2 separate regions of the Pan troglodytes genome follow, and region 1 is linked to region 2. Evidence: chromatin contacts called from public HiChIP or PLAC-seq data. All regions are on one chromosome and are shown on one strand. Each heading gives the region's core, a stretch centred on a gene start, on an enhancer-like site or on the middle of the called end of the contact. The rest is flanking DNA. Distances are from core to core; before and after follow the strand shown. Region 1 holds the start of HARBI1 (harbinger transposase derived 1). Region 2 holds the start of CHRM4 (cholinergic receptor muscarinic 4).

The links. HiChIP or PLAC-seq counts read pairs in DNA pulled down with a chosen protein or histone mark.
Region 1: a contact with region 2 is called in an H3K4me3 HiChIP or PLAC-seq map of stem cell-derived excitatory neurons, with 6 times the contacts expected there. The contact joins the promoter of HARBI1 here to the promoter of CHRM4 in region 2. A contact is called at or near these places in 1 of 7 Hi-C or Micro-C datasets (stem cell-derived neural progenitor cells) and 1 of 1 datasets of contacts at active chromatin or transcription factors (stem cell-derived excitatory neurons).

The regions. Positions count from the first base shown.
Region 1 is chr9:50,630,864-50,636,675 of NHGRI_mPanTro3-v2.0_pri, reverse strand. HARBI1 (harbinger transposase derived 1) reads left to right here and starts at 3,292. Exons shown (of 3, transcript XM_521904.9): 1 at 3,292-3,457; 2 at 4,201-5,014. The coding sequence starts at 4,345. It overlaps ATG13 (autophagy related 13), which reads right to left and starts at 3,005. Exons shown (of 17, transcript NM_001098543.1): 1 at 2,693-3,005.
Region 2 is chr9:50,399,136-50,405,385 of NHGRI_mPanTro3-v2.0_pri, reverse strand. It overlaps CHRM4 (cholinergic receptor muscarinic 4), which reads left to right and starts at 4,017. Exons shown (of 2, transcript XM_016920770.3): 1 at 4,017-4,175.

The sequences.
Region 1 (5,812 bases), core at 2,043-4,542, 230 kb before region 2:
TCCATGTTGCCCAAGCTAGTCTCAAACTCCCGACCTCAGGTGATCCGTCTGCCTCAGCCTCCCAAAGTGCTGGGATTTCAGGTGTGAGCAACCGCGCCCAGCCCAATTGAGTTGTTTTTCCAAGCAGTGGTAATTCACATTCTCATCCCTTCTCTATGACCAAGGGCATACAAAAAAATACCAGGATAAGAGAGATTGCCAGGCCTGGCGCGGTGGCTAACGCCTGTAATCCCAGCACTTTGGGAGGCCAGGGTGGGTGGATCACCTGAGGTCAGGAGTTGGAGACCAGCCTGGCCAACTCGGTGAAACCTCATCTCTACTAAAAATACAAAAAATTAGCCAGGCGTGGTGGCGGGTGCCTGTAATCCCAGCTACTTGGGAGGCTGAGGCAGGAGAATTGCTTGAACTCAGGAGGGGGAGGTTGTTGCAGTGTGCCGAGATCATGCCACTGTCCTCCAGCCTGGGCAACAAGAGTGAAACTCCATTGCAAAAAACAACAACAAAAAACACAGACAAATTGCCTATGTAACCTATATTGGTCCTCAGAGGAATTTTTTTTTTTTTTTTTTGAGACAGAGGGGCGCTGTCTCCCGGGCTGGAGTGCAATGGCGTGATCTAGGCTCACTGCAACCTCCGCCTCCTGGGTTCAAGCGATTCTCCTGCCTCAGCCACCCGAGTAGGTGGGATTACAGGCGCCCAACACCACGTCCAGCTAATTTTTGTATTTTTAGTAGAGACGGGGTTTCACCTTGTTGGCCAGGCTGGTCTTGAACTCCTGACCTCATGATTCGCCTGCCTCGGCCCCCCAAAGTGCTGGGATTACAGGTGTAAGCCACCCTGCCCGGCCCCTTCAGAGGATTTTTAATAAACTGGCCCACATTTACTCTTCAGTTAAAAGCAAGAAATCGGCCAGGAGTGGTGGCTCATGTCTGTAATCCCAGCACTTTGGGAGGCCAAGGCGGGTGGATAACCTGAGGTCGGGAGTTCAAGAACAAACAGCCTAACTAACATGGAGAAACCCCATCTTTACTAAAAATACAAAATTAGCTGGGCGTGCTGGCACATGTCTGTAATCCCAGCTACTCAGGAGGCTGACGCAGGAGAATCGCTTGAACCCGGGAGGCAGAGGTTGCAGTGAGCCGAGTTCCCGCCACCGCACTCTAGCCTGGGCAACCAGAGTGAAACTCCGTCTCAGAAAAAAAAAAAAAAAGCAAGAAATCTACCTTCCAAGGACATTAAAAAAAAATCAGCTAATTATTTAAAATAACCTTTAAATCCCTTTAGGGACTTAAAATCCTTTTAAATATTTAAAACCCAAACTTTAGAAAGGTTTGATTCCCTCTGGGCAGCCTCCTTTGCATTCCTCCTGGCTACAGTACCTCTATTCTCTCACAGAATATTTTCAGTTTTTATTGGTTTCCACAATTTGATAGGAAGCAATGACCAGCAACTCTATGCACTCTCCTCCACTAAGCACATGCAGGAAAAATGACGATTTATGTAAATTCATCTTACTTAGCTCCACACCCCATGTTGGAAGTTACTTTCGAATATTCCACACCTAAAGTTCAAGTAAACTTCCTTCGAGATTAAGCTCCTGGGCTGGACTCTGTGGTTTATGCATGTAATCCCAACACTTTGGAAGGCTGAGGTGGGAGGATTCCCTGAGCCCAGGAGTTTGAGATTAAAGTTAGCTATGAAGGCGCCACTGTACTCCAGCTTGGGTGACACAGCAATACCCTATCTCTAATAATAATAATAAAAATTTTTAAATCTAAAAAACTAAAAGACTTCTCCTGAGCTGAAAAATGGAGAGTTGAAAACAACAACAAAAAAACCTCATAATTGAGCTGGAGCCACTACATGCACACATGAAAAGGACTAACAGTCATAAAACAACACACAAAATCTGGAAGTTAATTTAGTGTAAAGGAAGAGCTTGTTGTTTCTTATTATAATACATCTCCCACTAAAGGTGTCCAATAAATTCTATCACCTTAGGAGATGAGTTTTAAACTAAGTGTAATGAGAAAATAGGTAATTTAAAAAAATCTCTTTTTTCTTTTTTGCTGCGGGGTGGCCAGAGAACGAAGAAATACCAAAAGTGAAATGCTACGCTGAATTGACCAGGCTAACTGGGAACTCACTGGAAAAGTGAAAACTGGGAAGAATTAGTGATGAGCTCAAGAAGGTGCTTAGCCACTTACCCAGAGATTTATTTAATGAGAATGGATCACAGGTTTCCACAGGTCGTTCCACTGCCAGTAAGAAGACAGTCGTGAACCATGGGTCCCTTTTTTCACTAGTCAACAGTCACCCTCACCTACACGCGGAGTACATATTTGGCACTCAGCAAATCTTGATTGAATGAAAACCTACCTCACTCATATTGGCACCCAACCCCGGAGTTATGGCCCCCCAAATTACCTCCAAAACGCCTGACGACCTAACCCAAAGAGCTGAAAAAGTGGAGAGGAAAGCTCTGGGGTGGAGGGGATTCTCTGCCAAACAAGCAGGGGCCAACGGGGCCTAGACCAACTCAACTTCCCATAGAAAACTCAGGGGCCCAGGAGACTGAACCGTGGCTAATCCCTTCGACTTCCACGAAGAAGCAGCCAAGGGGCCGCAGATCCACAGCCTCCCACCCGGGGGCGCTGAGAGATCTTGGGGTATCCCCCGCAAAAGTTAGTACCTGTGAAGCTGCGGCACAAAGAGTGGTTCCGGGCTCTCATTACGGAGGCCGGGACCTGGGACCGACCAGCCGCGCCTCCTGGCTGAGGGTTCCGCGCTCCGGAGCTGCAGTGACCGTACACGTCGCCGACAGACACCTAAGGCTTCAGAAGGGTCCTGGCTCGCAGGCCCCAGACGTTTTGCTCCTAAGACTCCGCGAGTTGTCGCACCCACGTCGACTGGCGCTCTTCAGTGCTTCCCTCACTGGTTAAGCGGTCACTCCCGCCTTAAGCCCAGCAGCCTGTCGCTTCCCGGCGCCGCCATCGTTAGTGTTTGTTTTCATCCGCTTCGGTAATGGCCGGGGGGGTGGAAGAGGGCTACGGGGGAAATCCAGATGCCTAACCTTAGTCGCACTTTCGCTACAGTACGGACGCCCTATTTATTCTTTTAGTCCTCAAAATCTCCATAAAAGTTGATTTTCATTCCACGTAAGCTTTCTTCTCCAATCTTTCTAAGCTACTCAAGATAAAACAAAGACGGAAAGGCGGTGTTTGAGAGAGAGAGAGAGAGAGCGCCGTTTGGGCCGCGTGTGGAATGTGCGGAGATGAACCGCAGGTAGCCGCGGCAGCGGCAGTGAGGACGCGGCGCGGGGCGGGCGCTGACGCGGAAGGGGCGGTGCCGCTGTTGCGCGCCGTGGCGGCCTCTGTGCAGTCGCCGGTTCCGGAGGAGGGCCCAACCCGGCTGGGTGGGTGGGAAGTGTGGCTGGTAACCTGGCAGCCGCGGAGAGGTGGGTGACGGGCCTGGGCTAACTGAGTGGCCGGCGCAATCAGACTTTGACATCCGTTTTTAGGGTGCCCTTTAAAAGTGGCAGAGTCGCTTCCCAAACCTGGTTCGGCCAGCCTCTTTTTCGCTCCCGACTTCCAATGTGTCTGGTCTTCCCTACTTCCTGGCCCTCAGGTTCACGATTTGGAGTTCTTGGAGTGAGGGAAAAGCCTTTTGTTACAGCACACAGTGTACGTCCATAAGGCTGGGTTGTGGACTTTGGTTGTTTTTTTTGTTTGTTTGTTTGTTTGTTTTTTTGCCCCTTCTTTTCTTGTTAGACTGGTTTGAACACCCCAGCATCTGTCCTGTATTTGTCAGGTGAAACCAGAAGTCTTTGGATAATGAAACCCGTGACCAATTCTTACCCAAGGTGGTTATGACATATGTCAGCTGCTTCTTGGCCTATATAGTTAGAAGCCGACCTCTTTTACCTTGTGAATAATTATGTCATCACCTCCATTATTCTTTTGGTGTTCTCAATTGAAATGCCAAGCATTAAATGAGCCACAAAGATTGAATTCCCATTATCCTTGAATCAGAGCAAGCCTGTCGTGCAGCCATGAGTTAGTGGAGAAAAATCCGGAGTTGTAAGTACAGTACGTTTTGCCTCAACAAAATGGAAATTTGTAGAAAAGGAGCTGCTCCAGCCTTTGAGTCACTTTAAAGTCTTTGGTAGGTTCCTAATGTTTTTTCTTTTAACATTTACAGAGAGAAGATTATAAATGGCAGAGCCATTTAACTGTGGTTAGCTGTTGGATTCTGATACTTTCTTAAAAATACGTTCTTGCACCAACATCTTCATTGGGAACAGTTCAGAAAAAGCAAAGAGGAGAGCCAACATTCACATTTACCATGGCTATACCAATAACAGTGCTTGACTGTGACCTCCTGCTATATGGCCGTGGTCACCGGACATTGGACCGTTTTAAGCTGGATGATGTGACTGATGAATACTTGATGTCCATGTATGGGTTTCCACGGCAGTTCATTTATTACTTGGTGGAGCTCTTGGGGGCGAATCTTTCTAGGCCTACTCAGCGATCCAGGGCTATTAGCCCAGAGACACAGGTCCTTGCAGCATTGGGTTTTTATACCTCAGGTTCCTTCCAGACTCGGATGGGAGATGCCATTGGAATCAGTCAGGCGTCTATGAGTCGTTGTGTTGCCAATGTCACTGAAGCACTTGTGGAAAGGGCCTCACAGTTCATTCGCTTTCCAGCTGATGAAGCCTCCATTCAGGCTCTGAAGGATGAATTCTATGGGTTGGCAGGGATGCCAGGGGTGATGGGGGTCGTTGACTGTATCCATGTGGCCATCAAGGCACCAAATGCTGAAGACCTCTCCTATGTGAACCGAAAAGGCCTGCATTCTTTAAACTGCCTGATGGTGTGTGACATTAGAGGGACACTAATGACCGTGGAGACAAACTGGCCCGGCAGCCTACAGGACTGTGCTGTGCTGCAGCAGTCTTCCCTCAGTAGTCAGTTTGAAGCGGGTATGCACAAAGATAGCTGGCTTCTGGGTAAGTTTGCAAGTGTGAATTTTCATTTTGTTTGGAGGCATAGAAAAGTTATGTAGGCCGGGGGCGGTGGCTCACACAACCCCAGCACTTTGGGAGGCTGAGGCGGTGGATCACCTGAGGTCAAGAGCTGGAGACCAGCCTGGCCAACATGGTGAAATCTTGTCTCTACTAAAAATACAAAAATTGGGCATGGTGGCAGGCACCTGTAGTTCCAGCTACTCGGGAGGCTGAGGCAGGACAATCGCTTGAACCCAGAAGGCAGAGGTTGCAGTGAGCCGAGATGGCGCCATTGCACCCCCACCTGGGCAACAGAGCAAAAACTCCATCTCAAAAACAAAAAAAAAAAAAAAAAAGAAAAGGGACCGCACGTGTAGCTCATGCCTGTTATCCTAGCACTTTGGGAGGCCGAGGCAGGCAGATCACCTGAGGTTGGGGGTTCAAGACCAGCCTGACCAACATGGAGAAACCCCGTCTGTACTAAAAATACAAAATTAGCTGGGCGTAGTAGCGCATGCCTGCAATCCCAGCTACTCGGGAGGCTGAGGCAGGAGAATCGCTTGAACCCGGGAGGCGGAGGTTGCGGTTAGCCAAGATCGCGCCAGTGCACTCTAGCCTGGGCAACAAGAGCAAAACTCCATCTCAAAAAAAAGAAAAAGAAAAATTATGTAGTGGAGTAGAATGAGATATGGCAGTCTGTAGAGCTGAGTCTCAGTCCTGCCAGTTTTTTATGAGACCTCAGGTGAGAATTTTCTTAGCCTTAATTTTTAAAAAATCAACATTTAATAGACATTATTAAAA
Region 2 (6,250 bases), core at 2,768-5,267:
GGAGTTTGAGACCAGCCTGGCCAACATGGTGAAACCCCGTCTCTGCTAAAAATACAAAAAAATTAGCCAGGCGTGGTGGCTCGCACCTGTAATCCTAGCTACTGGGGAGGCTTGAACCCTGGAGGCAGAGGTTGCGGTGAGTCAAGATCACGCCACTGCACTCCAGCCTGGGCAACAGAGTGAGACTCCGTCTCAAGTGGGAAAAGGATATTTGCCCCAACTCTTCAAGAGCTCTAATGGAAAATCCAAGCAATTCCAGGGCTTTTTGCCAGCAGCACGTACTTTTGAGTGTGTGTGTGTGTGTGTGTGTGCCCAAATCTGTCCCTGATGCCATGGGGCACTCAGAATTCCAGGTTCTGCTCCAACAGAGACAAAACCAAAAGATAAGTTGGCAAGCAAGAAATACAAAACCATGGCCAGAGTTAGGAAGACTCTTTATTTTCTAGAAAATTCTGTATTAGTGGACTCTGGACTAAAAGACACATCACTTAGCTGTGTGACTTTGGGCAAGCCATTTGCCTTTTCTGGGCTTCACTTTCCCTTGTTAGGATGCAGGGCTTGTACTACACAACCTCAAAGTTACTTCTAGTTCTGTACTTTGGAATCATTGAAGCCCAGAGAGCACACAAGTGGCTAGGGCAGGCTTCCTTTCAGAGGTGGGATTTAGACACCTGTAGTCCCTAAGTACTTGGGAGGCTGAGGCAGGAGGATCACTTGAGCCCAGGAGTCCAAGTCCAGCCTGGGCAACAAAGTGAGACCGTATCTCTTTTTTTTTTTTTTTTTTTTTTTTGAGACGGAGTTTCGCTCTTGTTGCCCAGACTGGAGTGCAATGGTGCCATCTCGGTTCACCGCAACCTCCATCTCCCAGGTTCAAGCGATTCTCCTGCCTCAGCCTCCCTAGTAGCTGGGATTACAGGCATGAGCCACCATGCCTGGCTAATTTTGTATTTTTAGTAGAGATGGGGTTTCTCCATGTTGGTCAGGCTGGTTTCTATCTCCCGACCTCAGGTGATCTGCCTGCCTTGGCCTCCCAAAGTGCTGGGATTACAGGCATGAGCCACCATGCCCGGCTGATGCTATCTCTTTAAAAAAAAAAAAAAAAGTGGATTTGAGCTAAGCATTGAAGGATGGAAGGAGAAGGGAGCCCACTGCCCCACATCCTCTCCCCACCACCCGTTGGAGGAAGAATTCCTTGGTCTGATAGTGGGTCCTGCTAATTTGTTTAATGTAAACCACGGGCCAGGAGTCAATGTGCGTTCTGTCAATCCTCACAAAAACTCTCTGAGGTCATTACTGCTGTTACCCCCAGAGCACACAATTAACTGGCAGAGCCAGAGTTTGAACCAAGTAGTGTATGATTCCAGAGTGCACACTTCAGCCAGTCATTTCTACAGAAGGAAGACAAGGTGTAGGAGAAACAATGGAACCCTGACTTGTTCTGTTGCTTTGGGGAAAAGGGTATGGGGAGGCCCCTAGGGATGAAGTGGTCCAAATTTGTTTTTTGGGTTTTTTTGTTTGTTTTTTGTTGTTTTGTTTTGTTTTGTTTTTGAGATGGAGTCTCTGTCACCCAGGCTGGAGTGCAATGGCACAATCTCAGCTCACTGCAACTTCCACCTCCCAGGTTTAAGCGATTCTCCTGCCTCAGCCTCCTGAGTAACTGGGAGTTACTCAGTAACTGGGTGTGCCACCACACCCAGCTAATTTTGTTTGTATTTTTAGTAGGGATGGGGTGTCACCATGTTAACCAGGCTGGTCTCAAACTCCTGACCTCAAGTGATCTGCCTGTCTCGGCCTCCCAAAATGCTGGTATTGTGGGCGTGAGCCACCATCCGGCCAAGGTGGTCCAAATTTGGACCTGCCAGGCCTTGTCTCTGCTGTCTCTGGATGGTGCCAGCCACCCTCCCCAACCTCCCCACCCCCCATTGGAGGCCCTTGTCAACACCTCTCTGTCCCCACACCAGCCCCTTTCCTTAGAAAGCCCTTGCCCAATGACAGAGCCTCTCTGGTAGTAAAACCTTTGCAGGCCCCTTACACATCACAAGGTTGTGGCGTCACCAGGGCAAAGATAGGGGCAGTCCCTTTTGGAGATGAGGAAATAGGTTCAGAGAAATTCTGTTACTTGTCTGCTGACCTAGTGGCATCAAAAGCAGAGCAGAGAAACCACCAAGTCCCCTTGTTCCCAATTCAGCTCTCCAGGGTTCCACCGTGGGTTCTTGGGGTTGGAAGATTGAGAGAGGTCAAAAGCCCTTCATAACAGGGATTGTGGAGAAATTAAAGTGACTTTGCCTGCCAGCTTCTGGAAGAGCTGGGGTCAGTAGCTGGAGGCGTGTCTTGTGTATGCAGCCTCCCGCCCTTGGCCTTGCTTGTTTTCTCATCTGACTGTTTTAAGGATCTGCCTTCCTCCTCCACAACCCCTACCTCCTCTTAGGAGTATCACACTCTTCTGGGCCCTGGGAAGGATATGGCAAAGTGGAAGAAGTGCAGGAGTGCCGTCTTAGGGTCTTATGAACCAACTTTCCTTATTTGTGAAGTGGGGCAAGAACAGTAGTGCTTCTTTCACCCCCAGTTATGAGGTCTTGGGAGACCCGATCATTCATGTAACAACAGAAGATGGCTTCCTACTCTAGCCAACCAACCCCAGCCCTGAAGTTCCCAATTCCGACCAACCCCTGCCGTCGCGCTCGCGAGCTCTGGGGACCCGACCTCCACTTCCGGGTTCCGCGCGGAGAACCCCACACCAAGAGCCCCGCAGCGCTGGCTTCTACTCGAGTTCCCTCCCATTCTCTGCCAAGAGGCTCCTGCCTCTCCACCGCCGCCCCCGCAATCGCCCTCACCACCTCCGGCCCTCGGAGGAGGGTCTTGAGTTGTTTCCCCGAGAGAAGAAATCAGACGTCTTAAGCTTAATCAAATGTTTGCGATCAGAATTTGGGGTTACAGGCCTCGGTCCTGGGCGCAGTGGGGAGCGTCCGACCCCGGCGGTTCCCCGGAAGGGCGCTCTCGGAGGGAGACAAGCGCTGGAGCGGTATCAGGCAGGCGAGGCTGCTGGGCCAGGGCGCGGGGAGCTCTCCGAGGTGCTGAAGCCGCCCCAAGGTCCGCCCAGCCTGGGCGAGGCCCGGAGTCCTGAGGCTACGGCCCGTGCGGTTCCCAGCGACCTCTGAGATTGGCTGCCCGCTCTCCGGGATCTTGTCCCGGGCTCCGGCCCCGGCGACCTTGGGCAACCGACTGTCCCTCACAGGCGGCGGTGAACTGGCGGTCCAGGCTGCGCCTGGACTGGCGGCGCGTCCCATCCCAGGGCTGGGAGAGCAGGGGCGCGCCCCTTCCCCGGCCCGGAACGCTGAGCAGGGAGCCGAGCGGGTGCGGGCGAGTGGTCCGCGGTGGGCTCTTCTCTCCCCGGCCGAACCTCTCCAGTCCACCCGCTCCTGCGCTTCCCCAGGCCCCGACGGCGCCCCTCCTCGCGGGCGGCCCGGCCGGCACGCAGCGGCGCGGCTGGAGCTCCCGGCCCTCGACCGCGACGGATCCCTGGCGGCGCAGCCCGCCCCACCCACCCGCAGCCTCCCGCTGGGGTCAGACTCCCGCGCCTCGCGGCCAAACCGCCAGCGGGGCCACGCAGGGCGCTGAGGTCCCGGAGAGGCGCGAAAATAGCTCAGGGTCCCGGGAGTATGGTCAGGGCGGAGGCGGGAGCGCGGCCGGACCCGGCTGCCAGCTCCTTCCCCAGCCCGCGAGGGGGCGCCGCGTCCCCATGACAACGCGGACACCCCCACCCCCCGGAGGGCAGCGCCCCCTGCTCCCCTGCGTCGCTGGCCGTGGGCGGCGCCCTCTGTGCCCAAGCGGGGAGCTGCCGGCCAGCCCCCGAGAGGGGCGCGGACCGCCGGGGTCTCCGACGCCTCGGGTGTTGACCCCCGCGCGTCGCCGCCGGGTGACCGGCCCGGGGCGGGCGGCGCGGCCCCGCCACGATTGGCTGCTTCCTCGTGACATCACGCGGCTCGGGGAAAAGTGCGAGCGTGAGCGCGAGTCGGAGCCACAGCGCCGGGAGCTGCGGGCGGAGCAGGGGCCGCCCCTCGACACCCCGTCCCCGCCCCCGGCCCTCGGCCCGGCCGCCCGCCCCGCCGGCCCGCGGGGCCGCGCGTCCGTCCCGCCGTCTGTCTGGCGCGAGGGGAGCTGGGCAGAGGCGGCGGGTAAGTGGCTCCGCGGCGGCGCGGGGGCGGGGGGCTCGCCGGGAAGAGCAGGAAGCAGGTCCCCGGGACGCTCTGACGCTCCCCAGAGGTGGGTTCGACTGGGACAGGGCGCCAGACCCCCTCCGGGGCGAGCGCGGGCCGGGAGCGGCAGTGGGCCGGGGCTGGGGGACCCCGCTGGAAGCAAGGCCGGGGGCTCTCGGAGGCTTCTCCAGGTGCGCCCGGGTGCGCCCGTGGGAAGGGGTGGGCATCCAGGATGTCGGGGGCGGGGGATTGCCCGCCCACAGACCCCACGGAGCCAGGGGCAGCCGTCGGGGGTGGGACCCGGTACTCCAGCCCTCCCACTGGCGGCTCAGCAGGGCGCCGGGCGCTGAAGCCCCAAAGAGCCCTTTTCCCGCCGTCTCCCCGCCCTCCCTCTCCCTCCACCCCTTTGCCCCCGCGCTGCCAGCCCACTCCTGCCCCTGGAGTCCTCCATCTACGACCTTGAGCCCCGACGGAAAACACCCCTGCCCTCCCCGACACCCCTCCCCCGCTCCGGTACTACCCCCCTTTGCTGCCCAGCCTCCAAGCCGGGGTCCTCCAGCTCCAGGCCCCCTCCTCCGGCCCCGCAACGGAAGTGTTGGGCACAATGTCGGTGCCAAATCTTCGCCTCTCCCTCCCTTGGACTCTGGAGTCTCCTCTCCCGCCCCAGGGACAGATCCAGGGGCCACAGCCTTCCCAGAGCCATGGAGTGAATGCCCAAGAACCGAAGACCTACACCCCAAACCACCCCACGGGCGTGCGGAGCACCCCCTCCGGTCTCGCCCTGGGAAGAGGGGTGTCGAGGACTCGGGAAACACAGTGCCCACGCCCAGAGGCTGCAGGAACTGCGTGCTAGGGGCTTGGAGGGAGGGCGGGGCACCCGAGAGCCAGGGCTCCTTCGACCACGGCGGAGACATGGAGGAGCCTCCAGATGGCCTAGGAAAACACGGCCCTCGAGGCCCGCCCGACCCTAGCGTGAGAAACTGGGTCCCCACTTTGGTCACAGGGGCTAGACAGTGCCTCTGGGGTAGGGTGCAGGGTGAGGAGAGAAGGAGGACAAGAGTCTTGCACTCGCCTGACCCGAGCTCCGTCCGGGCCTCCGCCTTGTGGGTGCACTGCGGGTGCCCTCTCGCCGCGAGAATGGGCGGCTTTTGGCAATAACGCCTCTTAGGGGAGTTATTAGAGCTGAGCGTGCCTGGTGTCCCTCAAGGCCAGGTTGGGCGACTCTCGCAGAGGCCCCTCGACAGATGTCAGTCAGAGGCTAGGACTCTGCCACATCTTTAAGGACTTGGACACCTCTGGGCACTGGGCTAAGACGGCGTCCCAAAGTTAGGTGGCCCGTCGCAGGCAGCCCCTAGTAGTCTGGCCTCCTCGCCCGCACAACCCTTCACCCACAGGCCAGGTGCAATCCCGATGCAGGCTCCTGGCCCGACCCTCTCCGCGCTCAGGCGGACAGCTAAGGTCTGGCTGAGTCTCCGGCAGGGGCGTTTGGAATGTGACCGGTCACCCACTCTCGGCCCTGCATTTGCTTGTGCATGCAAGTCCACAGGTGTAGAGGCACCCGAACCGTGTGCATCCTCCCGGCCACAGCACCCTAGGCACGCACACGCATGCACATGCACGTGTCCACACGGCGCGGCATGCTCACGCGCTCTCACGGGCGGACTGGTATCCAGGCGTGGCCGTGCGCACACACACGCACATGCATACAGCTACTAGCGTCTACTCGCGCTCCCCCGTAGGCACACACAAACAGAACTCGCACTCGCGCTCCCGCCCACACGTTCCTCGCAGGGTGCCGGGTGGAATCCGGGCTCCCTCAACTTTCCCACCCGAGAACCCCGCGCGGAGCCGAGGGCAGCTCTGGGGCGGCGTCCGACGGGGCCTGGCGAGGGGACCCCGCGTCACTTCCCCGGGAGGCTGTGCCTGAGGGCTCCTCTGGGTTCGCAGTCGCGTTGGAGTTGGGGGCGGTGGCCAACGGCGGCCGCACGGTCTAGGTCCGGAGCGGGCACCAGGGACCGACATTGCCATCTAGCGGTGCGCACAGCCCCGGCGGC